Linked DNA regions of Mus musculus: regions 1, 2, 4 and 5 are each linked to region 3. Evidence: chromatin contacts called from public HiChIP or PLAC-seq and promoter capture Hi-C data. All regions are on one chromosome and are shown on one strand. Each heading gives the region's core, a stretch centred on a gene start, on an enhancer-like site or on the middle of the called end of the contact. The rest is flanking DNA. Distances are from core to core; before and after follow the strand shown. Region 1 holds the start of Hopx (HOP homeobox). Region 2 holds the start of Srd5a3 (steroid 5 alpha-reductase 3). Region 3 holds the start of Cep135 (centrosomal protein 135). Region 4 overlaps Ppat (phosphoribosyl pyrophosphate amidotransferase). Region 5 holds the start of Tmem165 (transmembrane protein 165).

Region 1 (5,487 bases), core at 1,069-3,568, 510 kb after region 3:
CCACCCTATACAGTTGTTTCCAGCCTTCCTCCGGAGGAACGGATAGAGGGGAGGATAGAGAACGGGAGAGAGGCCTAGAGTCTCCAATACGGAGGCAGGCTGTGCCCTGGCTGCAGTTTCAGTAACTTGAGCTCTCTGTTCTGATGGTGCTTTCTCTCTTAAGGGAGTGGCAAAATGAGCAAAGATTCAGCAAGTATCTGAGACAATATATGGCAGATATCTATCACTCCAAAGGTCAGCATGGGGCCGGTGGCACACTCAGTGGCAGAATGGGCTCAACATGCTCGAGACCCTAGCCTGGATCTCCAACACCATGCAACAGAGGCAACATGACCATTCTGCTCTACAGACAGAAGAGTCTTGGAGACCAAGTCAGGGTTAGATTCCCTAGATGGTACTGCATCCATAATATCCAACAGCCTAGTTCTTAAAACATGAGACATCTCTATCTACATCATTAAATATAGCACGGTCTTTTAATGCTAAGACTAGAACAGCTTGCCTTTTGATGAGTTGCAAGAAACACGAGCTTTTAGACTTGGGTTACAATAAATCATCTTCTATTGGGTTCTGATTCTGGTTAAATAGCCTTTCTATTTGATCCGGGACCGGGAGGATTACCCATGGATAAATTCTCCAAGTTGTCTCGGCTTAGCAAGGATCATCTAGGACTTAGGGCTCAGGATTCTGGTTTTTTTTTTTTTTTTTTTTTTTTTTTATTTATTTATTATATGTAAGTACACTGTAGCTGTCTTCAGACACACCAGAAGAGGGCGTCAGATCTTGTTACAGATGGTTGTAAGCCACCATGTGGTTGCTGGGACTTGAACACTGGACCTTTGGAAGAGCAGTCAGGTGCTCTTACCCACTGAGCCATCTCACCAGCCCCCCAGGATTCTGGTTTTAATAGCCCAGGGAGCACTATTACAGGGTTTTAAGCTTTAACTGAGCAGGGTGAAGAGAGGACAAAGCCCCTCCTTCTCCAGTCTATTAACTGAAGGGATAAGAATATCCCAGCTCAGAGGAAAATTGAAAGGCGTGAAATGCTTTGAGAGAAACAGGACCAACTCCCAAATGGTTTATCATACGTGGCAAATCATCTTTCCACGACCAAAGGGAATAAGAAAGAAGTTAGAGGGTAGATTGGACTGGAGAGAGAGTTGCCTAAAGGCTCCAACACTGTGCCAGGTGGTACTGCGATCTCTACCCTAAGCAAATTTTGGGGATAATGGGATAGCGAGGAAGCCTTTTATGAACAGACAAATTATCATCATGCAAGGGGGTCGTGTGCTGCGGCCATAGCAACAGAGGGCTACTTCTTGGTAAATTCCAGAGAAAGACTCTAAAGCTGAACCTGAAGCTCAGAGTCAGGGGATTAATAAAAACAGCAACAAAACCTGAACCGAAGTATGGCAGTGTGCCTGTTAGGTGCAGCACAGAGATGTGGTGATGTGGCGGGAAGAGCAACCTGGCAGGTCAGGTCCTCCATCCCTATCCCCACGACAGTACCCTTCCCTCCCGCCCGCCCCCACCCCCCTCCCCCGCCTTAGTTTTGTCTTCTGACAAACCGGAAGACCAACCTTATAGCTGATCGCTAACGTCCCTTTAAACCATGACAACCCTGATGAGAATAAACCTTCCCGAAGCTTTCCAGCACAGCGGGAAGAGTTACTGAGCTTGGAAACCGAAAGGAAAGCAGGCGAGATGCTCCCACTACAGGAGGAGAAAGCAAGGGGCCGGATCTGGAAGGCAGTGGAAACCCAAAAAGAGGATGGTGTTGAGACAGGGTAGGGTGGATAGGGGCTGGGCGCCCGGGGAACTGCGGAATGATTTGGGGACTGAGATACATATGATGGAGGCCCGCGGCAGCCGCGGGAACCCGCCAGTCCCGGAGGATACATAGGCTTGGGGACTCACCTGCGTCTGCTCCTCCGTGAGACCCGCCTCGGCTGCGATGAGGCACAGCGTGGTGGGGTCCGGGTGCTTGTTGACCTTGTTGAAGTTGTACTCCAGGATCTCCACCTGGTCCTCCGTGGGGCCGCTCGCGGTCTGCGCCGACATGGTCCGTGCGCGTCTGCAGGGGAACCAGATGGCCCGGGTGAGCGAGGTCCGCCTGCCCCCTCCCGCCGTTCCACCGAGGCGCCCCGCGCCGCTGGCTGCGGAGTTTGGGGGGAACCCTCCTTCCCCGGGACCGTCCCCAACCTGACTAAGGATGGAGAGGAGGAAGAAGACGCCTCCCGCCTGACACTCCGAGGGGACAGTATACTGAGGAAGCGCCTCAAGTGCTGCCTCCGGAGATCCGGAGCTGCCCTAGGGACTGAGGACACTCGCGGGGCTGGGCTCCCGTCGCCGTGGGCACGCCTCCCGGGCCGCCACACTCCGCCTCCGCCGCGGGCTAGCACGTGGGGGCCTTGCCAGGGAGCGCAGGGCAACGCACACTTTGGGGAAAGACGCTCACTGCACAAGTTGGGGAAAAAGAGACCGCACTTACAAACAATACTACCAATGGATATTTACTCTTTTTTTTCCCCCTGATTAAAAAATAGCACGTACTGCAGAAAATGTGAAGGACATTAAAATCACAGAGGGAAAATTAAATTGCCAGCTTAGTCGCAAATAACGGCTATAAAATTTTTGGATGATACTTTAAAGATCTTTCCAATGTACTTGTACTGAGACGGAAATGGAAACACAGCGATAATGATTTATGATTTACGGCTGGGTGGTAGCGTGGAGAAGGCTGAGCCATGAGCATGCGGAAGGCAGCTGAACCCCAAATGCCAAGCCTCCATCCCAAGAGCCTACCTACCTCACTGCGGTCTCCTGTATGTGTGTGAGATACCTTTCAAAACCTACCCAATTAATCAGGATCAAAATCAACTATCATTTAGAACCTCAGACTTCAGCCCAGAAAAATAGGTCCACCTCCAGCTTCCAGTTCTCCAGCAACAAATGTTGTCAGCATATCGCAGCAACAACCTTCCTGCTGCGCCACACCAATATAGCTTCAGACTTGGGGCTAAGAAAACTACCAGGTGTGTTCCCTCCTCCTATGCTTCCTGTTGAAAACTAGGAGGTAAAGACGGTTGGTCTTCAAGATATTCTTGGCTGTAGATTCTGTCCAGGCTTAGCCAAGCAGTAGTGTGGGAATCACCCTGGCTTGTTGCATTAACAATCGCAGAGTCCCGAGCGGGTTTTGATGTGGTTTGTGCCTGGGGGTGAACTATCTGGATAGTGTGCTCAGAGCTAACCACCTTCTCATCTGTGGCTTATACCTCCTACTTCCTAAGTCAATGCTTCTTACCTCTCCTCTAGTTCCCTTGAAGAGGTTTCAGACAGGAGGAACTTTTCAACTACGTGGGACTGGGCCTCAAAGCATTTGCCAAGTCACCAGCAAATCATTTTCAGGGAACTAGATGTCCCTCTACTTAAAATTTGTACCAAGGATCCCCGACTCTGCACCAAGGCTGTGGCCCATCTGGTTAGAAATACCTTTCCTGGGCTGGAGAGATGGCTCAGCGGGTAAGAGCATTGACTGCTCTTCCAGAGGTCCTGAGTTCAATTCCCAGCAACCACACATGGTGGCTCACAACCATCTGTAATGAGATCTGATACCCTATTCTGATGTGTTTGAAGACAGCTACAGTGTACTTACATATAATAAATAAATCTTTTAGAAAAAGAAAGAAGGAAGGAAGGAAGGAAGGAAGGAAGGAAGGAAGGAAACAAGGAAAGAAATACCTTTCCTGTTAGCACGCATTTCCCCTCCCCGTCCTTCTATGACACATACTCTTTTGAAAGTCATCTCACAGTCAGGGACATTGAGGCAGAGGACCCAAAGATTCCACGATTTCCAACAATGGCCAGAACTCTAGAGCGGAAATACTGAGTGTTGGTTCCAGGCCCGTGGTCTGCTAGCCCCCTTACAGTAAGGCAGTCTATCTTCAGTTTAGTGGGAGAAACTTATCAGCATGAGGGCAGGGAGGGGCTTGTCTCCGTTTTCAAAGGGTGCATCTCTAATTAGACACTAATCCCAGCCTATGCTGTCCACCAAGGCCACCACCACCATTCGAGCTGTCAACTGAAACATAGCAGGGGTAACGGCTGCCTCTGGTGTTGCTTCTTGCCCATTCCATTTAATACAGTCCTGCTGATTCTTCCACCAGGACCTTTGTTGATGCCCGGTGGAATCCTCAGGCCTTCAGAAATAGCCCACTGCAGGAACGTGACTCAGACGGGCGTACACGCTTCCCCGGGTTTTTTGTAACTGCTGGTGTATAACTCATGGGTTGCTAATGTCGCTACGTGGGATCAAGTGCATTTTATTTTATTAGTTTTCTGTGGCTTTCTGTTACCAAACTGAGTGGGGTTGTGTGGGGGAGGTCCTGGTTTATTTTAAAGGACTGGTAGGGTGAGTTGGTAGAGGACCGCTGGCCTTGGTTGGCTGCTAAGGAGACTGTGGGAGGGTCTTTGGACAGCATCTAGCTTTCCAAGGTACACTAAACAAGCACACTTGGCTTCTAGCTATGGGGACGCAAGAGCACTACCGTCAGTTTTTTGTTACTGCCCTGCAGAGCTCAGGCGCGATTATTTCAGCCCTCCCTGGTAGGCAAATGTTTGCTGTTGCTTTGTTTCTTTCTGTCTTACTGTAAGAATCAAGCGGCCCTGGTAATGGTGACCTTGTAAAGGTCCTCAACTGTCTCCAGTAAGGAAATAAAGTAGCCATTGAGAAGTTTCTCTGAACTTAGCCTAACCAATATCAGATACAAAGAACTAACAACTACTTTGAAGCCCTGTCAACTTCAATCTTAACACCAGAGTTAACTGCTGCGGTTGTTCACATCTTGTGAAACACCTCGAAGAGCAGTGTGTCCTGTCATTGTGTTTTAGTTCTGTGCTTGGGGAAGTCATTGCACAAGCCCTTTCGAGAGGTTAAATGAAAACCAGCTGGCTTTTTTTCTAAATCCGTTCCAAAGCCTGGGCTGACCTTTGTGTCACAGGCTCAGCTTTATGTCCTGTGAGCCTGTAGTCCTTTGCTTTGGACATATCTACTTACATTAACGAGCTCATACGAAGTGCTATGAACCTTGGCTACCTCCCTATTTAAACATCTTCTCCCTCTCCCAGAATTATGACTTCTCTGTAGCGCCACTAATATCCAATCAAGAGAGAAAGCAATTTGCTACCATAAACCTACTCCAGTTGGCCACAGGGCTGAAGCAGGTGGATTTCCCCCCTAAGACAGGGTCTCAAACTTGCTATATAGTTGGTAAAGACTTTGAATTTCTGAGCCTACCTCCCCCCCATCTGTGTGTGTGTGTGTGTGTGTGTGTGTGTGTGTGTATGTGTGTGTGTGTGCATGTATCTGCACCCTTGCCCATGTGTGCCTCCTGAGAGTGTACCCAGGGTTGCATGCATTTTGGACAAGCATGCCACCAACTGTGAGCTACATTGATAATCCAGGTGAATCACTGCTTAGGACATCTT
Region 2 (5,327 bases), core at 606-3,105, 450 kb before region 3:
GGGCTCAGGGGGAGGAAGGCAGACCTGTTTCCTAGCTTGGGCAGGGGATGAGCAGGGTTTCCAGCCTAACAACCCCAGAAAACTTCTTAGTTCACGGACTCAGACTGTGGTGGCATCAGTGTGTGTCCATCAGGAGCTTCCTATCTGGGGTCAGTAGATGTGTGTATGTCTCCCCGGGGAAAGCGTTGTCACACAACGGTTTCATTGACTGCTTTCTGTGTGCTCAGTCTCCATAGTTACCTACCAACAGCCACATGGCATTCTGCTGATACGGTGTTAGTGGGAGGCGGGGAGATGGCTCAATTGCTAAGATAAATACTGCTCTTGCTGAGACTCTGTATTAGTAACAATATCTTTTTGTTGTTGCTGTGATACAAAACAATGATCAAGAACAACTTACAGAAGAACGTGTTGGCTCACAGTTCCAGAGGAAGGGCCCGTGTTGTCAGGGGAGGCACGATAGCAGGAGGCTGGAGCAGGAACTCGAATGTCCTGGTTGCTTTTGTTAGTTTTGTCAACTTGACACAGGCCAGAGTTATATAACTGAGGAGAGGAAGCTTAACTATATTATTAATGATTATTGACATGGATGGGCCAGTCACACATACACACACACATACAATCTATAAATAAAAGTATTCTTTTTTTCCCCCACTCTGTAATCTTTTCTTTTTTTTTTTTAAGAGAGAAAATGGGAGTGTACCATAATTTGGCTAAACGCATCAAGGCAGATTTAGGGGTGTAGTCATTTTTCTGTTGAAAGCAAGGCTGTGATAAAGACTTGTATTATAGGGGTACACAATTGGATCCCATTTGCTTCCTCCTTTCTGAGTAGCCTGCATTACTCAAGGACCCGATAGCCTGAAATACCACTAAGCAGCTGTCAACAGGGAACCAGGCCTTCATCTAACACGTGATGGTGTTTTCCACTGATGCCTGAAAGACAGCATCTGAGCCAGATCCGTGGAGGGAGGTTTTTGGAGATTTGCTGTCTCATACCTTGCCTTCCCCCTCACCCCCACTGCCCCATGGACTCGAGCCAATGAGTGCATAAAGGTCTTCCAAATCTTTTCATTCCTAGCCATAAAGGCAGCAGACACAGCTAGTTAAACACTTTGTCCATGGAGCAGATGGGTGAAAAACGTAGGTCCATTGAGGGCATTACTCTGCTTTTCCACTCCAAAATCCAGAGTTTGCCGGAGCAGCTCCAGCCTACAGTTGACAAAGTGTAGAATTCCCTCACCGAGGTCTTTCCAGAGGTCATCCCTGAATTTACAGCGATCCCCATCTGGAGTATGCTAATGAATCTGGTGCTTCTGGTAGACCAGCGTGGTATTAAGATCCTTCGCATCTTGACTCCTGGGGGCCCCCTCTAGGGACCCAGCCAAGAATTCAGCCTGTACTTCAACCAAAATTTCTCTTCACACTTTTTCGCAGCAGTAATCCCGCAGTCAAAGTTTATAGAAACTTACACAGGCTGGTGAGAACCTGACCTCTAGAATAGGATCCCCGAAGCGCCACATGGTGGAAGGAGAGAACCAATTCCCCCCAAGCTGTCTTGGGCTCCCACCCACACCTCTTGGCATAGCTCCACTCCACTTAATAAATAGGTGTAACGTATCTCTACAAGACTTGGACTGTAGCACGTGGTCTCGCATGCTCCTGCAGAACTTCAAGTTGGAGTTGCATCTCGGAATTAGATTAGAGGCAGTACAAGTCTAAAGCGCAGCCTGCTCAAACCAGGTGAGCAGGAGCACAACCCAGCTCCTGAGCGCCTAGCCAGGGGCGGGGCCGCGCGTCCCGCCCAGGAGCCGCGTCACCGCCAAGCGCGCCGCCGAGGCGGGAGGGAGGGAGGGGGTGAGAGAAGGAGGGCGGCGCGGCGGCGCGCATCTGTAGCCGGCTCCCGGGCTATGGCTGGGTGGGCCGGGTTTGAGCTCTCGGCCCTGAACCCCCTGCGGACGCTGTGGCTGGCGCTGGCCGCCGCCTTCCTGTTCGCGCTGCTGCTGCAGCTGGCGCCCGCCAGGCTGCTGCCGAGCTGCGCGCTCTTCCAGGACCTGCTCCGCTACGGGAAGACCAAGCAGTCCGGCTCGCGGCGCCCCGCCGTCTGCAGGGCCTTCGATGTCCCCAAGAGGTAACGTCGGTGGCGGGGCGCGCCCGGCAGGGGGCAACAGAGGCGGCGCAGGCACGTGAGCCAGGGGCTGTCCCCGAGCCGTCCCCGGAAATGACAGAGCATCTCAAGTTGGCCCGGCCCCCAGGGAGCCGCCCTGACTTCTTTACCCCCAGTTTTCCGCTTCCCCTCCCCAGAACTTGAGGTCGTGGAAATTCATGGACTTGGAGGCAAGTTCTTCCTCGATTTCCGCAGTTCTCAGCCCGATCTGTCACAGTCAAGAAAGAAGTCCAGAGTGTGCTCCCCTGGGGCTGTGCAGACATCACTAACCTGCATCTCCACAGGTGCTCTGGCAAACTAGCCCAGTATGCCCTGCCCCAACCCATCCCGGAAGGCTCAGTAACCAAGTTGTGAAATACTAAAATCTTCCGGGGTACATATGGACTCCGCTGAGAATATGTGAGACCCGCCACATGGCTTTCCTTTCCTTTTCTTTCTTTCTTTCTTTTTTTTTTTTTTTTAACTCCACGATGAATTCAGTATGTAGATGGAGAAGTCATCTTAACACAGTATTCTAGATAATAAAGCTGTGTCATTTTTTTTTATGAAATTCATCACGCATTTGCATTTAGAATTGAATTGGAAGGAATGTGATGGGTTCTGACGGATTCATCTAGATTGCTTTAGAAATCTGTAGCCGTTGCCCACCTCTGCAGATGGCGGTGGGGCTATCAACTGGCCCCAGCTATGTCCTGACTGTTGGAGGGGGTCTTTCAGGGGGTTAGTGTGAGAGCAGAGTACCATGTCATTGTGAAGAATGAATGGTAAAGAGATTAAGACCCGGAAGAACTCTTCCTTAGAGGCCCAATTTTAAGACCATCCTACCGTCCTCTTATCCTCGGGTTTGATTGGCCTATATCCCTTATGCTATATAGCAATTTATTTTCTGACTTTTGAGAGAGGTTCTAGTGTCCCCAGAGTTCAAAGCACACTTAAAAATCACTTATACTCAGTCTCTCTGGATGGGACTCCTCAGCTGCTACACTCAAGTCTGCCTTTGTGTGACAGCCAAGAAAGAGGTGGGCCTTCCCTGTATTCATCCCGGTAACACTTGGTACTCTGGGCTTCTTCTAATTCTTAACAGTATTGTGAAATAATTATTCTTTCCTTCTTCCAGAACTCAGAGCAGAACTTCCCAAGGTGTTCAGGTGCTCCGAGGTGACAGGGCCTATTGTTTTTCCCTAAATTGAGTTGGTTTTTGTTTGTTTGTTTTTCCTTCAATACTGGAGAAGGTCCAACAAATCCAGGCCTATAAGGAAAGGCATTTTTAATTGAGACAAAGGTTTAAAAACAAAACAAAACAACCAAAACGGGAATATTTGCATCAAAACATTGTCCTTTGTAATGGCTGCCCCCCCCCCCCCTTTTATATGAAAAGGGGATAACTGGAGTTGACAAGTTTTCATTTCCCTATTTCCAGAGGACCTCCCATGGCATTGTGCTTAGCACATTCATAATGGGGAAATTATAATAATTGAGTTAGAGAGCACTACCACAGCGGAGTTGCTCGTATGTCACATGCTAAGGACTTGAAAGCCTTTCTCCCCTTGATCCTCATGACAGACCTGGGAGGGACCTGCCATCTTCAACATTTTCATCCATGTGTTCACAAATTCAGGCTGGTTGTACAGTGAGTGTGGCGGCTAGCCCTTGCAGCCTGCCTGTCGGTGTAAGATGCCGAACTCCTGACCTCCAGGGTGCCAGGCAAGCTCTTCCACCTTGCAGACCTGAGTCCTGTCTGAAAAGTCCAATGGCAGTGGATTACCCTGGCGGGAGACACTTTGTAACATCTCGGCTAATCCAGATTTTATAGTATTTGGTAACCTTAGCTAAAGTGCTTCCGACTTAAACATTTTTGAATAGTTTCTCCTTTTGCAAAATGTAATGACATCGCCAGGAATGAAAATAAAAATTAAGTTGGTGACTTCCACACTTACAAACAGGCAGCGCAGAACCCCGTTTCTGCACATAGGGTAGTATTTAGGTCCTTTCGCTGGTAATTATTTCTCCTAAGGAAGCAAGAATAAAACCTAAGTCAGTTCCTGGAATGTTGTTTCCTATTCTCCAGCATGGGATCTATTGTTGGCTTGCTTGTTTGTCTAAGTTTTCAGGGTGTTTGCTTGTCCCCCTCACCGGGCTCATGGTAAAAGCTCAGATACAGTATCTTCAGTAAGGCCTTCCATACCTGCCTTACTTAAAATGATAATTCTGCATCTGCCAAGAGTCCTTTTTCCTCCCTGCGTTCAGCCATAGCCCATAACAAACACCCAAGTAGTTGTTGGTCAAAGGAGTACCCACACCATGTATAGTCATAAAGATAGCTGTGTCCTACTCTCAGGACTTGGAAAACGGCATTTCTAGGAAGCAAGTTACAGAAGGAGGAAAACGGAGGAACAGAAGGAGGAGCATGTCTTAGCCAGAAGGCAGTGAGGATTTGAGATGTGCATTTTAAGTCTTTATAAAGACAAGCAAGGCCGGGCTGTGATGGCGCACGCCTTTAATCCCAGCACTTGGAAGGCAGAGGCAGGCGGATTTCTGAGTTTGAGGCCAGCCTGGTCTACAAAGTGAGTTCCAGGACAGCCAGGGCTACACAGAGAAACCCTGTCTCCGGAAAAAAAAAAAAAGACAAGTAAGACAAAGCAAGACATAGGACCTCCTATAAAGACCAGAAAGTGTTTCCTGTGTTAAGACGTTCAGACAGCAGAACAGAATGTGAGACTGAAAAACAGTGATGTGTGTTTAAAGTAAAGCTGGCGTGGGAGAAGTAGCGCCGTATGTAAGGCATAGCTTAGCAGTTCATTTGAAACAACTGATTCACCTGCCTGTAGGTTTCACATAAATTGGCTGTGTGTGATGCAGGGCTAGGAAAAGACGCTCAGGCAAGCCTCGTCTGAAGGCAAGGGAGCAACAGTGTGATGTAAACACCAGTCATTCTAGCTGCACCTAGAGCCAACTGTAGCCACTGCTGTGCCCTTGGATAAGAAACCAGTAGTTTTCCATGTGCCACGAGAAGAAAGCAAACTATGGTATTGTTGTGAAGATGACATTTCATAACCATGCCTCTTCCCCTGCTTCCCAGGCTATGTCCTTTATGTCACAACTAAACAGCCTCCATGTCATCAGCAGATAGATAGATGCTCATTATTTTTTGCTTAGGAAT
Region 3 (5,228 bases), core at 2,221-4,720:
CAAATACATATGGACTAAACTTTGCCAATATAATCTTATCAGATAGTTTTCATAACTGTTATTATTGTTTATAATTTATTATGGAAAGAGAAAGAGCCTTGTATAGGACTAAAAGGGGAGGTGTAGGGATCATCTCTTGTGCTCTGTGTAGAAGCATCACCAGTGAATAAAAAGCTGATTGGCTAATGACCCGAGGCAGGATTAGAAGGTAGGATATCTAGTAGATTGGAATTCTGGGATAGAGTCAGTTGGGGGTGACATTCACCCTGAACTCTGAGGAAGATGGCCACATGAACCTGAGGAGAGGTGATAATCAGGTGGCAGAACTTAGAACAAATGTGATAACTGAGTTATGAGTGGGGGAATGGGGAAGTCAAAGCTTTTGGCCTAGGCATTTATTCATATATAATTTTGGGAACTGGAGTGTGGGCGGGAAAGCCTGAAGTTACAGGTTTTACCTCAAAGGACATTTGGAAAGTCCTGAAGGCACTGTGACTATAGCAACCATCTGAGGTGGAAGCTGCCAGGAAGGGTGCTAAACATTCCACAATACTCAGGACAACTCCTCTCAAAAAGGATTGTCTGTCCAGGTGTTAGAGGTGGTGAGCCTGAGAAAGCCTGATCTCCTCATTTAAAATATATCCACTACATTCTTTTCACCTGCAAGCTCATGGCATTAACTTTCCATCACTGTGACAAAGTACTTTAAATTATCAGATTAAAACGGCAAAAACACTTTGGGTGTGTGTGGGGGGAGGTTGCTTCTGGCTTCCATCTATGGTTGGTTGGCTCTGTTGCTTTTGGACCTGTGACCAAGCAGAACAATCATGGCAGGCCTAGTTTCCTTCCACTAAACTACTTCTTAAAGGATCTGCTGCCTCCCAGCAGTGCCATGCTGAAGACCAGGCCATAGCCCACAGGCCTTTGGAGGACATTTGGCTTAGTTACCTTTCTGTTGCTGTACTAAGACACCACGACCAAGACAACTTGGACCAAGACAACTTGAGAGAGTTAGGGTCCATAACTGTGATGGTTTGTATATGCTTGGCCTTGGGAGTGGCACTATTAGGAAGTGTGGCCTTGTTGGAGTAGGTGTGTCACTGTGGGTGTGGGCTTTAAGACCCTCACCCTAACTGCCTGGAAGCCAGTATTCTGCTAGCAGTCTTCAGATGAAGATGTAGACCACTCAGCAACTCCTGTACCATGCCTGTCTGGATGCTGCCATGTTCCCACCTTGATGTTCCCACCTTGATGATAATGGACAGAACTTCTAAAACTATAAGCCAGCTCCAATTAAATGTTGTCCTTATAAGAGTTGCCTTGGTCATGGTCTCTGTTCATAGCAGTAAAACCCTAACTAAGACAATACCCATCATGTCAGGGAGTGTTTCAGCAGGCAGGCAGTCAGGCAGGGGTGGTACTGGATTAGCAGCTGAGAGCTTTTTTTTGTTGTTGTTGTTGTTGTTTTCAAGACAGGGTTTCTCTGTGTAGCCCTGGCTGTCCTGGAACTCACTTTGTAGACCAGGCTGGCCTCGAGCTCAGAAATCTGCCAGCCTCTGCCTCCCGAATGCTGGGATTAAAGGTATGTGCCACTACCACCTGGCGAGAGCTCACATCTTGATCTACAAGCTCCAAAAAGATAGAGCTAACTGGGAATGGCATGGGTTTTGAAACCTCAAAACCTGCCTCTGTTATAGGTCTGAGGTGGTTCGGAGATTCGCCAGTCTGACCATTAGTAAGTTTTAACAAAGAAGCTACTTTCATATACAGACACCAGTTCAACACCCAGATTGGGAACTCCTGAGTGCAGCACAGCCCCCAGCCACCTCAGTGGGGGACTTACACAGGCAAAGAGCACAAAGTCATCTCATGTAAAACAAGCTTTTGTTTACGAAGCAGAAACAGTAGTTTTGTTAAAGTTGTGCAAAACCAGGCAATTTTAAAATCTAACCCATTGGAAGTCCATTTTTGGTTTCTGCTTCTCTCAAGCAGTTTTAAAGTGAGCCATCAATATAATGTTAGCCATCACATCCCCAGTGACACACTTTTCCCAACAAGGTCACACCTCCTAATCCTTCCCAGACAGTTCCACCAACTAGGGGTCATGCTATTCAAGTATATGAGGCTATAGGGGCCAATCTCCTTCAGACCACCACATTTCAGATCTAAACTACAGCATCAGTTTTCAGTGAAAGCAACTCTTTTACCTTTACATCTGGCTTTCTTCCTCCTTACAATCAGGACCCCACCAGCCTCTAGGCAAACCTCATTCTAAGTGTTTCAGGAACTCCTGTTGGTGCTGATATTAAGTCTACAAAGCTCACTTTCTGTGGTGAGGGCATCTGTTTTCCTCCATGCCTCCACAGCCATGCAATTTGCTTAAAGCGCTAGGACTTGGGTGGGAAGCAGCAGCATTCTGCATTCTCATCTTTCAAGTTTTGTGTGCCAGGATCCCTGACCTTAGGCCTCGGAGGTCAGCAGTGACCCTGACTCTGGGTTATCAATGCCACTTGGAACAAAGGCTAACTGTAGCTTTCAATCCCATGTACCCCGTTGTATTTCTTCACTGAGTTTTGTTCTAACATTTAGTTGGTGTGTGTTTGGGGTAAGGGGGGCCACCAATGTTATCTATCTTCACTAGATGGCTATGCACAGCCAATTTCTGATATTTATGACTTTTTTTAAAAAAGATATTTGTCTTTACATAAACATATGCTTACTTGTATATGTGCAAGATGGTATAAAAATCTCTACAGGATTCATTAGCTCCTTAAAACTTCCAATTAAAAACGGACAAAGCACACAAAATGGAGACTGAGACGTGAAAACAAAGAATGAATCGGCACAGAGCAATTCACATCCCAACATACAGTTCCGTGCTGAGCAGTGGACAAAGTACATAGTCAGAGGAAAGGCCGGCTTGGTAAGGAATATAAGCAGAAACAAACAACAAAAGAAAACAAAACACGCACAAACAAAAACTCAACTCTTAACCATCTAGAAAGTTTTTAGGAGAGTGGTGGACTCTGGGGATTTGACCATGATCTTTGTAACCATGAGCAAGCTATTGTAAGCAATTCATTTCAATTTAACATTTACAAATACTGTGACAGATGCTAGAGAAATACAGTTGAATAAAAGAATATCTGATTCAAGGAGCCCACAATTGGAAGCAGCAGGGAGAAACGTAAACAAGTAGGTTTTGATGGTCGGATTCTATTCTGGGGGTTTACATGGGTACGGGGCAATAACTGTTATCAAGTGGTAGCCAGGAGAAGCTGCAAGGACAGTGACATCCAGGGGGAAGACAGGGCGATCAGCAGAAATTCACCTGTGAAAGGTCATTGGGGGTTAGCTGATGGTTACCGCCAGCGGCCAGTTGGCAAGGTCCTCGGGCACCGCAGAGGTTCGGGCTCCCCGCCAGGGGGCGCCGTAGCCCCGGCATCGGCCGGCCGTTACGTTTCCGGGCACCGAGGGCCGAAAGCCGCCATCTCCGGGCGGCCGGCGCGCGCGCCGCCACTGTGGGCCGCTCCGGTCCGTTACCGGGGCAACGGCGGCGCTCCCTCCTTGTGGGCCGCGACCGTCTCTCTCCGCGCCATTTTCAAACCGCGCTCGTGCCGGAGCCATTGGCCGCAGCAGGACGAGCCAGCGGGGACAGCGGGTCCGGAGGGCGATGTACCTCGGGACGGAGCGGCGGTGAGGCGCACCCGGGGGAGGCCGCGGGGGCTGGGCCGGGTCGCGGGGCCTCCGGGGCGGTCCCCACCCCCACCCCCGAGCGAGGGCGGGAGCCCGGGCGCTGCCGGGAGGAAGTGCGGGAGGGCGGCGCGGGGACCGTCCCACAGTCCGTCGGTCCGTCCGTCCGTCCGTGCGGCCCGGGGCCGACCCGAGGAGAACTGCCGTTCCACCCTCCGGCCTGAGCCGGGGAAGGACTGCTTGGCCGCTCCGGCCCGTGCCCTTTGCGGTGCCCGCACTCTGGTGTTGGTTTTTTTAAACGCTACTGTATCCGCAGGTTGCATATTTCTGAGAAAGTAAGAGGTGCCCGCTTTGAGACAACAACGCCCCAGGGTTTAGTGGACAGCTAGTTGTAACTGCGGAACCTACCCTTTTCGGCTGTTTTGATTTAAAGCTTGTGATCTGGAATATAGGGGAAACCCTAATATGTACATATCACCCCCCAGCCTGGAGGACTTTACTTATTATGGCCCATGGTCTTTTGATTCGTATTCTCATTCTGCCTTCATGAAGGATGGAGAAAGATGGTTTCCTGGTACCCGGAGTTGGCAGCTGTCAAGGAGGGGGCATAGTTCTTGGAGTTTGCCCCGCTAATTTATCTTGTCAGATGTTTTTCTTGTGAGCACAGGAGTTTCTGTAAAACACCTCCGGCATCAATCAAGTCCTTTTGTGGAGGGACCTAGAAAGCCCTAGGGGAAGCCTCTAAAAGAAGATCCTAGATTTGTTAACGGGGATAACCAAGAAGAAACACTAATTTAGAAGTAGCCCTGTGGTTGGGGAAGCTATTTTCTTGGGACAGCCTTCTTGGCTTTATGCTTTAAATAGGAACGGTGACATTGGTACTCGATCCCACAATGGGTGTTTGGAGCATCAGGTTTTGCATGTATTCATTTATGTGCACTTATAATTTTTACTAGTGGTGAAGGACATAATTTTTATTTGATTTAGAAACATGAGTTCTATGACTACAATTTTTTGGCAAAGGTTAGAAATGGTCTCTGCATAACTCAATTTTAGGGCAGATTGGTAGAGATAATAAATAATCATAGGTGTTTGAGAAGACAAGTATAACAGCTGGAGGTATTGCCCAGTAAAGAGTGCTCTCCTACCATGTCATAGGCTCAGTGCTTAACCCTGGATACGGTAAACAAACAAGCATAGAAATAGACAAGCATAAAAATGTATACTGAGCTACTTACATGTGTGTTACTTAAAAAAAAAAAAAAAAGGAAGTAAGATTGGGCCTGGTGGTACACATCTGTAGTCCTAGCACTCAAAGGCACAGGCAGAAGAAAAAGATGGGGCTGTCTGGCCAATAATATGAGTTCTAGACCAGTCAGGATGGTATATTTCAAAATAATGAAAAGAACCAATATGGGAGTGAAATTTACACGGTGAAATGCACCTTCAGTGTGCCTTTAAGCACTTTCCATGAATGTCTGTGCCTGGGTAACTTACCCCAGGCAGTCCTCTATCACTTTGGGAAAAAAGATCTA
Region 4 (6,059 bases), core at 3,454-5,953, 330 kb after region 3:
AACACTGTAAATGACACTCACATGGCAATGTCACATAGTCTGTGTGCTGTTAATCATTTAAAATTAGAGCCAATATTCTAATCTTTGGGTGATCAAAAACTACTTATTGCATGCGCTCATGGCTCAGCCCACTCTTTCTTGAAAGAAATGTCTAATAACTCACGCACAGGAGTCAACATTAGATTCCATTAGGTCACATTTTTTTATTTCACTGCCAGGTGACCAACTCACAGGTAATAATTAAAAGTAAATACCTGCCAGGTGGTGGTGGTGCACATCTTTAATCCCAGCACTTGGGAGGCAGAGGCAGGCAGATTTTTGAGTTCCAGGCCAGCCTGGTCTACAAAGTGAGTTCCAGGATAGCCAGGGCTATACAGAGAAACCTTGTCTCAAAAAAAAAAAAAAAAAAAGTAAATACCTTTGTTGCATATCCCAGCGCTGCAGGCGTAGCAGACTCTGGAACTGTGCTAACCAAGTCCGCCTCCACGGGTGCTTCAATTGCCAGCTGCTGACCACACCGGTACCTTACTGTATAAACCATTTGGTCTGGAATGTTTGGAAAGGAAACCAAACTGTCTTAACTTTGTCTAATTTCACCTTAATATGTATGAGACAATCTTTATTACTTAAAGAAAAACAAAACCTAACGGTTGCAAAGGGGAACAGTTATGACTTGTAACTCAGTAACAGACTCACAGCCATGTTCCTCCCCAGAGCCACATAAGCCTTTGGGCCAAGGGCTCTCATGTTTCAATAAGATAAATGACATTATTTAAACAGTCAGAGGGAAGAAATATACTTACCTTCAAACATACTATCTGGTCTTGCAAAATAAACATATTCAAAAATACAAAAAGCCACTGGGTCTCCGTTAGACCTTGGAATTATATCAAGAGTTCTGATACCATGTCTGGATATTTCTACAATTTCTCCGGGTTTGACTTCATGGCAATATCTTAGGAAAAACACACAAACAACCAGAAGACATTTGTGAAGCTTATCATTTTATACAATGAATATATACTAATTTTTAAAAGGCAAAAGGAAAAGATTTTTAATTTCTCTGTTGCTTTTAAAATGTAATGCAAGGGACCTATATTTTATTGATTTTTGAAAAATAAAGAGGTCGGTAAGTACTCTCCTCCATGTGCCCACTGTCAAGTCTTGACAGTGCACACATTCTCTCTACAATCTATATTATCATTTCACTTTTGAAAGTTACTCTGCCCATTTTTGAGAGAAAGGGAGGAGAGGGTATTTTAATTAATTTTTACTAGCTTGACTTTAAGGAGCTGGCGAATTGTTCAGTGGGTAAGGACACTTGACAATCTAAGATTTGATCTCTGGAGCCCCATGGCAGAAGAAAATAACAGTCTCACAAGTTGTCCTCTTACCGCTTTATAGGTGCATAGTAGCACACACACACACCTTCACAACACAAAATGAATATAGAAGAGACAGACACCTCTCCTCGGGTGCTCCCCAGGGGCTGGGGTTATAGCTTACTTGGGTGCTAGAGATCCAAGCTCAGGACTGCATGCTCACACAGCAAGCGCTTTACCATCTGAGCCATCTCTCCAGCTCCTGAGTTCCTACTTCCTAAAGCCAGTCTGTGGCCAGTGAGATGGCTCAGTGGGTAGAGACGTTTGCTGCTAAGCCTAAAGACCTTAGTTTGATCTCTAGGATACAGGGTGGAAAAAGAGAACTAACTCCTACAAGCTATCCTTTGATGTCGCATCTGCCCCTCCCTACAAAAATAAATAAATGCAATCATAAAGTAAAACTAAAGGGTGTGAGCTGCGCAGTGTCTCTGTCTGTAATTTCAGCTCTCGGGAGGAAGAGGAAGCAGAGTACCACAGGTTGCAGGGTGGCCTGGGTTAGAGTGAGACCTAGGATCAAAACCAAACACATACACACGAGGGAAATCAAAAAAATCAAGTGAGTAGTGACATTTTAAAGACTGATAGCATTTTCAGGATCAGAAGGTAGCACAGGAACATTAAAGTCGGTACGATTGCCATGCACACCATAAATAACAAAACACATTCATAAATGCTTTCTTACAGCAAAGAAAAAGGCATGGAAAAATAATATTCAGATGGGCAGTGGTGGCACAAGCCTTTAATCCCAGCACTTGGGAGGGAGTGCTCTCGGCAGGAGGATCTCTATGAGTTCAAGGGCAGCCTGGTCTACAGAGTGAGTTCCAAGAGTTTCAAGTTCAAATACTTTTCAAGTTCCCCACTACCCAGCTCTGGGCATTAGGTGTATGTCACCATGCCTCACAGAGAGTCTGTTCTTTCCTCTCTCTCACCAGCCATCCTTGGGGGTGGGGTGGGGGTAGGGAAGGAAAATGAGACACAGTGTCCTCCATATATGCATACAAAATTCAGGTTTTTCTCAAAGTTATAACCTCACTGTCTCATATTCATGCTAAGAATTCAGGCTAGGAATATAGGAATATTGGTGGGAATTTTTTCTCATAAATGTAGAGGGAAATAAGAATAGGATACAACTTACCTGGCACCGATGGATAAAAAGCTGCAAGACTCTGAGGACACCACCCATCCTTCAGTTTCTGAGGATTTTTTCTCTGTAAGTTAAAAGACAATCAACTTAGGAAATGGTTCAGGGCTCCTTGTTTAGTGTTTGCTTCTTAGTCCTGGGGACAGAAGGCAGGAGCCTGTACAACCCAGGCAAGTACTGCCAGCTGTATGTATCCCCAGACCCCTCAAGTAATTTTTTTTTTAAAAGAGGTGTTTAGGCCAGTGGATAAAAAGCAACAGAAGTCAATAATTGAAGTTGACCTCTGACCTCTAATCAACCTGTATGCATACATACATGTGTACATACCCCCACCCCCTACATACAATAAAGCTAAAGAGCGGGCTGTGAAATCATGAGGACCAGAGTTCAGATCCCAGGACCCACATAGTAAGCCTGGCATCCTGCAATCCCCAAGTTCAGGCAAGACCCTGCTTCATGAGCGTAGGTAGAGACTGACAGAGGATGACGCCAGACTCCCACTCCCTTCTAGCTGCCTTAAGCAGCATAAGAGCACACAGCCACATACAAAGCATGGATACACTCACATAAATTCTTTCTTCCCTATTTCTTCCTATCTATAGGCTTACTGTAACCAGTTTTGGGGGCTCATATAAGAAAAACGGGAGGAAAGGCAAGGATCTTAAGACTCGACAATAGGAAGAAAGTAACTCTGAAAAGCATTACGAAAATCAAATTCCTTCTGAAGCTCATTACCTTTGTCATTTACATCAGAGACTGGCATAAGACGCCCGATGCAGAGAGGACGATTTCCATATGGATCTCGCACCGCGTAAATGAAGTCCCTGTGCATTATAACCAGGGAGTATGCTGCGGGCGCTTCTTTCATTAAGTTCTTAATTCTGGAATTACAAGGAACTGAATGAATCACTGGCTATAAACACAGACAAGCAAAGCTCTCATGGCCAGAGCTGCAGCTATAGTCCAGTCCTATAGTTACCTTGCTACCCAGTCTGGAGCATCATCTTTTTCTTGAGGAGGGGTGTATGCGAGTAACTGGGTAATCATTTCACTATCAGAGGACGTGGAAAGCCCAATACCCTGCCGCAGAAGCTACAGGAGAGAGAAGTTTCATCATTAGACCATGAGATGTCCCACTCCCCATCCAAAAGCACACAGTAATAGAAACCAGGCATTCTACAAATACCCAGTTACAACCCCCGTGTCCCACTAAGGGTATGTGTATACTCGTGGCAGCAGTCCACGGTTAGGAGCAATGGGAAGTTTCCAGAGCTAAACAGAAAAAGTACCTTAGCAGATATAAAGCAGAACTTAAGTTTGAGGGTGAGCAGATTTGCAAATGGCTTGACCTGCAGCCTTTTCTACCTTCCTGATCCTGATAAATAGGGCACATTCCTTCCTTAACAGTAGCAAAGAGCGCCAATGCTGGTGGGTAAATGAACATCCACACTTCTGACCAGGGAGAGAAGCCAGGAATCAGCATTTTAAATGACTAATGTAGGAGATATTTAATAACCCCCTCAGGGACAGCTCCTCTCTGAACCACGTCAGCTAGTCCAAATATATGAGCAAGGCTCCTCTCACTCTCTGGACAGCTGTCTAGGAGCCATCCTTCCTGCACGCTGTCCCTATGGTGCAGCACAGCTATCAATTGGATCAGCTGGCTCATTTGATTAGCTCTGTGGTCCATTTAGGACCTTTCATTACGGGTCCAGCAGGCTGGGTTAACTGAATGAAGAACACAAGAGTCCCTTGGGGCTTCTCATCCCAGGGACACCCAGGAACATCTAGAAGAAAGATAGAGTTCTAAGGGGGTGGTCAGGATCATAGGCTCCAGAAGACTCCAGAGAACTATAAAGAACTGTGGGAAAGGGCAGAAGAGATGGCTCAGTAGCTACAAGCACCAGCTGCTCAGAGGTCCGATTCCCAACACTAACATGGCAGCTCAAACACAACCCCTGCAACTCCAGTAGCTAGGGATCTAATGCACTCTTCTTGTCTCCAAGGACACCATCATGCACATTGTCCAAAACACACACTCAGGCAGGCACAGGCACACGCGCGCACACGCGCACACACACACCAGAAAGAACCGTGCAAAGTACCGAGAAGGAAAGAGACAGCAAGAGCTGTGGAGAAGCTGCCAAGACCTGCGCTGGAGGGGTTCCAAAAAACGCTGCCACAGCTCACTGGCTCTGGCTACCCAACACCCCGAGCTCAGGCCTGTAACACTAGACGCTGGGTCCCTGGCACGGAAAGCCCAGAGCAGTAACACTAGCAGAAGAGAGCCCTGACACCGTAGGCTCAAAACTTGTGACAGAAAGAGAGCTGCACTTTGTGTCTTTGCAATTTCTATGTTTATGGAGCAAAGAATCCCTCAGCTTAAAAAAGAAAATCACACAAAACCATCTTTATCTAGCCGATGTGTTTTATTTGTGCCATGAAATATAACCTTCAATGCTGACTTGGCATCTCACATGGGCACATAAATACTTCAATATCTGAACGGCTGGCCTCTCACCTAAGCATTTCAGACAAGGAATACTCAGCCTGTCCTCCACTTTCATGATATTGTTCAGATAGGGGAAATGCCTACAATCCCAGCGCTTGGGAGACTGAGGCAGGAGGACTGCCGTTTGAGGCTAGCTAGAGCTGGCACTCTGATCTGGGCTACAATAAGACTTGGTCACAAAAAAAAGAAAAGAAACACATCACTGCCCTTGATACCTATGTGGGATAGCGCCAGTCTCTTGCAAAACCAGCCTCCTCAGATGCTCACGGCCCTTACAGAAACGGGTATGGCGCTCAGTAGCACACTGCTTGACTAGCTAGCACACTTAAGGTCTTGGGTTCAACGTCCAAAACCTCTAACAAACAAAAGGTGCTTAAATCCTCTTTATATTATTTTCCCTCCAAGACAGGGTTTCTCTGGCTGCCCTGGCTGCCCTCAAACTCAGAGATCTGCCTGTCTTTGCCTCCCAGATGTTGGGATTAAAGGAATGCACCACCCCCACCCAGCCTCTTTATTTCTTACAGTAACTAACACAATGCAAACCACTTACAGGTTATTTAGGACATAACAAAGAAGGAGGCTATGCATGTTCAGAATAGACACTGTTTTCTACTTCCAAACACAGTTCTTTTTATCTACAATTGAGAGATCTGGAGAGCCAAAAAGTCCATAATGATCTCAGCCTAATCTTTCCTGGCACACAATCCACTGAAATAAGTGTATTTTGAACAGTAATATAATAAGGACAGGACTGGTGGCTAGATACTTCCTGACAGCTTCAGGATAGAGGGAAGCTACTGTGAAAAATAATCACGTGACCAGAGGGCTACATTCAGCCTTAGACCAAACCTGCAAAGAGAGTACAGGGGTCAAAGGTCAAGATGACCACCAAAGGCTAATCATTTAGGCAGACATGTATGTTTGTGTCCAGAAGACCTAAAAGGACTGGCTTCATGGATCTTCTGGGTGCTGAAACAGTGGAGAGTGGAGAGTGATGTGCAAAAGGCAGCAGCCCCATGCCTCC
Region 5 (5,943 bases), core at 2,073-4,572, 400 kb before region 3:
GAGGTCTCTGACTGGGAACATGCTCTCAGAGGGGGTAGCGTGGGAAGGGTCTTTCTATCATCTAGTGTCTTCCTTAATTCATTTCTTCAGTGTCTTCAAAGTTCTCATTGTAGAGGTCTTTCATTTCCTTCATTCGGTTTACTCCTAGGTGTGTGTGTGTATGTGTGTGTGTGTGTGTGTGAAAGAGAGAGAGAGAGAGAGAGAGAGAGAGAGAGAGAGAGAGAGAGAGAGAGAGAGAGAAGAGAGTGTCTTTAGGATCTCTTATGTACAGAATCATATTTTCTACAAACACACACCCTGACCCCGCTCCCACTTGTTTCTTTCTCTTGCCTTATAGCTCTAACTTAAACTTCAAGCACTATGTTGACTAGGGGTGGAGAGAGTGGGCAGCCTTGTCTTGTTCTGGTTTTCATGGGAAAACTTTAGATTTTTACCATTAGCATGATATTGGCCATAGGTTTGTCATGTACACATGGCTACTGGTGTGCTGCCCATGCCTCAGCAGACGGCTTCTTATCCATATGCATACAGGCAACACTAACTGGACTCAGTGGATTATATTTAAGAGAAAAAACGATATTTTGAGGTAGGTGTGTTGGGAGGAAACTAGAGGGAGTGGACAGAGAAATTATTAAGTTACATTGTATTTATTTATTTATTTATTTATTTATTTATTTATTTATTTTGGTTTTTCGAGACAGGGTTTCTCTGTATAGCCCTGGCTGTCCTGGAAATCACTTTGTAGACCAGGCTGGCCTCTAACTCAGAAATCTGCCTGCCTCTGACTCCTGAGTAAAAACAACAAAAATATTTTCTAAAGTGATAAAACTCTAGCCTTTTTTTTTTTAAATTTCCAGCTATGAGGTGAGCCATTTTCCTTTTTTAAAATATTTATTTATTTATTCATTTATTTATTGTTTTTCGAGACAGGGTTTCTCTGTGTAGTCCTGGCTGTCCTGGAACTCACTCTATAGACCAGACTGGTCTCAAACTCAGAAATCCACCTGCCTCTGCCTCCCAAGTGCTGGGATTAAAGGCATGTGCCACCACACCTGGCTGTGAGCCATTTTCTTATCCCATGTGCTCCACCATCTTGTGCTGCCTCACCACAAGTCCCCAGACAACAGGATCAATGGAGTATGGTCTGAAATTTCCAACACTGTGAGCAAACACAAACTGATCCTTTATAAGTTATCTCTGGTCTTTGTTACACTAATGGGAAATAAACACAATACAGGTATAAAAAAAAAACACCTTAAAAGGTTGATAGGGGTGGCCCTGTGACAGAATTTCTGCTTAGCACATACTTAGTCCTTGGTTTCATCCCCAGCCCACATACCACACACACACTGCAATACCCATGCAGTAGTAGTTCTTACTGTAAGATGATTGCTAGTGCTTATACTTCAGTGACACTTGTTTACGTAGGACAATGCCAGAAAGCTTAATTGGAATTTCTAGGTCTCCTAGACCCTTAGTAGTTATGGATCATGTAAACAGCTTCTGTTGTTTTTCAACAAAGGATGCCAATAGGGCTGTAGCCGTAGCCCAGTAGCAGAGAACTTTCCTGATAGGCACAAGGTCTAAAGTCACTCCTGGGCACTTCAAAACACACAATTAAAAAGAAATTTAACCTATTTTTTTTCCTTTTGGTTTTGTTTGATTTTTTTCTTTTTCAAAGAGAGCTTGTCACTATTCAAGACTAGAAGGATAAAGGTTCCGAGTCCTCGAGGTCTAAGTTAAAGCTAGCTCTAGCTTTGATTTGGAGCCAAGCACAGCCTCAGGAGATGGAGCCCTGTGTGGAACACAAAGAGTTACTCACTTTGGAATCTGATGCCTGGAGTTCACTTGGCAGAGCCCCAGTGAGGCCAGGGAGGTGGGCAACATGGAGGCGCTGCGAAAACCACACTCTCTTCAGACTCTGCTCCTGTAACACTGCCATGCCAGCTCCCTTCTGGGGACAGAGCTTTAGAGCCCCATTGCCTAACATCTTCTGTTGAACAGATTTCCTGTCTTGCTCCAGAGCCACTGGAACATTGCAATCAGCATCTCAGTCTCCTGCAGCTGTAGCCCTTGAGCCATTTGCTTTTTCTTTGCTTTATGTGGGGTAACTAGAATTTAGCCAGGAGGCCTTTCTCTGAGATGATCATAGACTAGAGAACGCCAGGAAAAAAAATAATAAACCTGGTCCCTAGCAGAACTCAAGGATCCGTGACACCTAACTCTTCTGCCTCCATCTACTGGGCTGCTTCTTTTATTCTCTCCACTTGACACTCCTATCTCCTCTGCAGGCCCTTTTGAGCAAGGCAAATCTTTGCAGAAAAAGGAGGTGGCTGAAGGAGTCTAGACTTCTGATCCCTGTCATGTTGTATTCTGAGGGCTCAGGACATTTACACTCCAGGAATGAACTTGGAGGTACAACAACTGCACCCCAAACTATGTGTAGGAAGCATCTTGGTTATCTCACAATACTGGGAGCATAAATAAGCTATAGCTTGAAGGGTTCTGTAAGGAGCAATGCTGAGTAGGCTAAGGAGAGGTTGCAAGAATGGCTTGTGAAACAGGAGTAGGATTTAGATTAGTGCCTGGCACATGGTTAGCAATTTGTGGTGTGTGTGTGTGTGTGTGTGTGTGTGTGTGCGCGCGCGCGTACGGTATCTCAGCTTTTCTTTAGAAAAAAAAAAAAAAATCCAGCCCTAGTCTAACGCCTAACTAACCATTCTTTCCTGTCTTCTACTTTTGCCTACTCAAGGCCTCCATCCCACAGAAACCCTAACCACTCAACTCCAAACCTTTTCAGGATATCCTATTTCAGGATAAGGCATCCTGAGCCAGGGCAGTGATGACTTTTGGTCTGCGGCTATTCAACAATGTTTTAAAATCAAGCTTGGACGTTCTCATCTTTTACTTCCGAATCTTACTTCAGAACCTTCAAAAAACCCCAGCATATGGACCCCCAAAGAACATTCTGTGTAGGCGGTCCAGGGACGTGGTGAGGGTGGGTGGATCGTAACTTAAAGGTGTGGCAGTTCCTGCCACGTAGGTAGCGGGGCTGGGACTCACTTGACATTTAATAGAAGTGGAGGTGGCGGCGGCTTAGGCCTTAAAGACCTAAGGCTCTTGAGGAAGTACTGGTAGGAGCCTGGCAGCCTGACCTCTCCAGGGCCAATAAGGGGGTCTCTGGTGGGACCCGAGAGGACGCAGGGAGAGTCCATCAAGCAGCTCCAGCTACCTGGCCCGGCGCGCCGGGTCCAATAGGACCAGTGAGCGAGCCGCACCTCAACCTGCCGGAAACGTCACGACGCCGGGCTGACGTCGGGCCAATGGGAGGTCGTGTTGGCCAGGGGGCGGGCCGGAGGAGTTGGGCCGCGGAGGCAGTTGGAGGAGTGTGTGGCTTCTGCTGCCCAGCTGCTCCGGAGCTCCCGCCGCCGGTCCGTCCCGGTCCGGTCCCCGCGTCCCGCGTGCTGCAGGGCTGCCCCCTGAGCGGCAGCCAGGCCTGACGGAGGCGCCTGCCGGCACGCCGGGCTCGACGCTTCCCTTCGCCTGCACTTCTTCCTGCCGCAGCGCGGTGCCGGCTGGGCGGGCGGGATGGCGGCCGCGGCCCGGGGGAGCGGCCGGGCGCCGACGCGAAGGCTGCTCGTGCTCTTGCTGCTTCAGTTGCTCTGGGCCCCGGCCGGGGTCCGCGCCGGCCCGGAGGAAGACCTGAGCCATCGGAACCAGGAGCCGCCGGCGCCCGCCCAGCAGCTGCAGCCGCAGCCCGCGGCGGTGCAGGGCCTCGAGCCGGCCCGGGCCGAGGTGAGAGCCCGGGCTGGTGGGGATGGGGCGGGCTGAGGCCGCGGAGCCCGCAGTCGGGTACCAGGCTCCCGCGCTGGCGGCGCCGCCCTCTTTCCGAAGAGGCTGGGGGAGGGGAGCCGGCCCCTGCTCCGCTCGCTGGGAGGAGGGTGACAAGACGGCTTTCTTAGGCGCGGCCTGGCCTGGCCTGGCTGCTTGGGGGAAGGGAAAGTGAGGGCCCCAACCGGGGCTCCCCAGAGGTCCTCTAGATCCCTGGTACCGACAGGCTTGCTCTGGATTCTGCCTTCTGCTGATCACATGGGCCATACTGAAAAGACTGGAAATCATCATCCCAAGTAGAAAGTTTTTAGTACAGAGCCGCTGGGAGACTTGTCTCTCTCGAAGTAGCATCACATTGTTGGAAGTATCAGCCATTGTTGAAGCAACCCAACCAGAGATGCTCACCCGAATTCAGCTCGGCACACCCTGTGGTTCTTGCCAGATACAGTGTCTAGAGATTATGCGTTGCCACCCTCCCTTAAAAAAAAAAAAAAAACAAAAAAACGTGTTTTGGCATGAAGGAAGTTGCCCTTGAATGCAGAGACTTGTGCCCAAAGGTAGAGCGCTCTATAGTGAGGGATTCCAAAACTCCATTTATAGGTAAACTAGAGCCTCATAAGTTTCTTTAACCATTACCAGATAGATAGAAATTAACCTTTTAATCTATGTTCGTAGAATTTCTCCTTTCTATGTTACTTTCCTCTGAGTTGGACTCTCTATTTCCAATTTTGACTCCTACATTCTGGAGTTTTTTTAGTCTCTTAGTAGGGTCCATTTTGGCATTCCCTTTCCTACTTCTGTCTTTATCTGCCCTCCAAGAGAATGGCTGTCCTGACTTGAGTACAGATCAGGGTGACCGCAGGATAGATATTCATTTTCCCATCACCATGCCGTTCCAGCTAAACCCCAGGTCTTTTAGGGACCCACCACTGCCTCGCTGTGTTCTAAACCAGTGGCTTCCAGAACTGAAACCTGACCTCTGCTCACTGCCATTTTCCCCTGAGCAAAGACCTTAGAACAGAATCCAGGCATGGGGCCTGTGGTTCAGGACCCTTCCCATCTTCAAGAGCCAGCAGAACCTTCCGGAGCCCTTCCCAGGATGCCCTGGTTAGAAGAGCACTCCCTGAGTCCTGGGCGCTTTCCTTTCTTCACAGTTCATGTTACCCTTTGGCCTTTCCAGTATTTTGTTTTTCTATGTAGTATCAGGAGATGGGAATTTCTGTGATTCTGAGTTTGGTTTTACACAGCAAGTACTTTCTAAGAATCACCTGTCCCGAATGTAGCAATGGTCTTGAGGAGAACTAAGGAAAAATTCTCCTTACTGGAAGTACTCAGGAAGAGGTCAGGTCAGTCAGCACCTGTTAGGAGATTTAGTTATAGTGACGGTAAGATTTAGTGAGAGCTGTTAAGCGGGCAGAGCAGGTGACATTTCCTGCTTGTGGATGGGGCAGTGCAGGTCTGAGAAGAGTGGTGGTTCGGAAAACCTGATTCTTGGCAGACCCAGAGCTGGAAACCAGATCCCTGCTTCTCACCCTGCCAGGTGCTGTCTGCAGTCCTTGAGTTTGCTTGAAAACCCACCCCCCTGCTAGCCATTTGTTGTAATGGGTTTAGTGTTGATGGCTAACACATTGATGTAAGCCTTTTCTCGTGATGCCCAGCCCACTCCTCTTTTGAGGGTTTTTATGTTTATCTATTTTTACACTCTTGCTTCTGACTTGGTTTCTGTCTGCTCTTCAGTGTGTTGAAGCCCTGAGAACATTGTTATAGCATACTCTTTTTTTTTATCTCTTTCCTAAGACCGTGTATGTTTTGGCATTTGCTAAGTAATTTTTCTTCTTTTTTTTTGAGACAGGTTTCTCTGTATAACCCTGGCTGTCCTGGAACTCACTTTGTAGACCAGGCTGGCCTCAAACTCAGAAATCCGCCTGCCTCTGCCTCCCGAGTGCTGGGATTAAAGGCGTGCAACCACCACGCCCGGCTGAATTTTCTATGAGAAAATTCTAAGATTTTTACATTTCAGTTCCTATCAGGTTTTAAATACTTTTATGGAAAAAACTATAAAATGAACTCAAGCAGGGAAAAAACTTTTTTTAAGAGTATATATCCAGCCGC

Evidence for each region. Promoter capture Hi-C pulls out the DNA fragments that hold promoters and counts their contacts. HiChIP or PLAC-seq counts read pairs in DNA pulled down with a chosen protein or histone mark.
Region 1: a contact with region 3 is called in a promoter capture Hi-C map of second pharyngeal arch cranial neural crest. The contact joins the promoter of Hopx here to the promoter of Cep135 in region 3. A contact is called at or near these places in 6 of 39 promoter capture datasets (the 3T3-L1 cell line, cranial neural crest, embryonic stem cells and 3 more), 2 of 115 datasets of contacts at active chromatin or transcription factors (bone marrow-derived macrophages and embryonic forebrain) and 3 of 9 other capture datasets (embryonic stem cells, liver and pancreatic islet).
Region 2: a promoter capture Hi-C map of pre-B cells shows a contact between it and region 3. The contact joins the promoter of Srd5a3 here to the promoter of Cep135 in region 3. A contact is called at or near these places in 9 of 39 promoter capture datasets (3T3-L1-derived adipocytes, the C10 cell line, embryonic stem cells and 3 more), 1 of 484 Hi-C or Micro-C datasets (CD8 T cells), 3 of 115 datasets of contacts at active chromatin or transcription factors (astrocytes, embryonic stem cells and memory CD8 T cells) and 2 of 9 other capture datasets (liver and pancreatic islet).
Region 4: an H3K4me3 HiChIP or PLAC-seq map of neural progenitor cells shows a contact between it and region 3, with 7 times the contacts expected there. The contact joins the enhancer-like site here to the promoter of Cep135 in region 3. A contact is called at or near these places in 6 of 39 promoter capture datasets (the HPC-7 cell line, cranial neural crest, maxillary cranial neural crest and 3 more), 5 of 115 datasets of contacts at active chromatin or transcription factors (embryonic basal ganglia, embryonic forebrain, neural progenitor cells and 2 more) and 1 of 9 other capture datasets (liver).
Region 5: a promoter capture Hi-C map of pre-B cells shows a contact between it and region 3. The contact joins the promoter of Tmem165 here to the promoter of Cep135 in region 3. A contact is called at or near these places in 11 of 39 promoter capture datasets (the 3T3-L1 cell line, the C10 cell line, the SN4741 cell line and 6 more), 2 of 484 Hi-C or Micro-C datasets (embryonic stem cells and muscle stem cells), 3 of 115 datasets of contacts at active chromatin or transcription factors (the 230-238 cell line, effector CD8 T cells and embryonic stem cells) and 4 of 9 other capture datasets (adipose tissue, embryonic stem cells, liver and 1 more).

Annotation. Positions count from the first base shown.
Region 1 is chr5:77,092,949-77,098,435 of GRCm38.p6, forward strand. Hopx (HOP homeobox) reads right to left here and starts at 2,319. Exons shown (of 3, transcript NM_001159900.1): 1 at 2,203-2,319; 2 at 1,918-2,074. The coding sequence starts at 2,061.
Region 2 is chr5:76,138,418-76,143,744 of GRCm38.p6, forward strand. It overlaps Srd5a3 (steroid 5 alpha-reductase 3), which reads left to right and starts at 1,856. Exons shown (of 6, transcript NM_020611.4): 1 at 1,856-2,131. The coding sequence starts at 1,911.
Region 3 is chr5:76,585,229-76,590,456 of GRCm38.p6, forward strand. Cep135 (centrosomal protein 135) reads left to right here and starts at 3,471. Exons shown (of 26, transcript NM_199032.3): 1 at 3,471-3,696.
Region 4 is chr5:76,918,953-76,925,011 of GRCm38.p6, forward strand. It overlaps Ppat (phosphoribosyl pyrophosphate amidotransferase), which reads right to left. Exons shown (of 11, transcript NM_172146.2): 4 at 3,503-3,615; 5 at 3,259-3,404; 6 at 2,518-2,590; 7 at 804-955; 8 at 419-546. Among named protein-coding and RNA genes, the nearest start is that of Aasdh, 17 kb to the left of the region's middle. Within about 2 kb of position 4,704, at least 63 of the 459 cell types and tissues checked have an H3K27ac peak or open chromatin away from gene starts, as enhancers often do. A contact at or near this core is called in liver and neural progenitor cells, where this site is marked.
Region 5 is chr5:76,180,558-76,186,500 of GRCm38.p6, forward strand. Tmem165 (transmembrane protein 165) reads left to right here and starts at 3,323. Exons shown (of 6, transcript NM_011626.2): 1 at 3,323-3,795. The coding sequence starts at 3,589.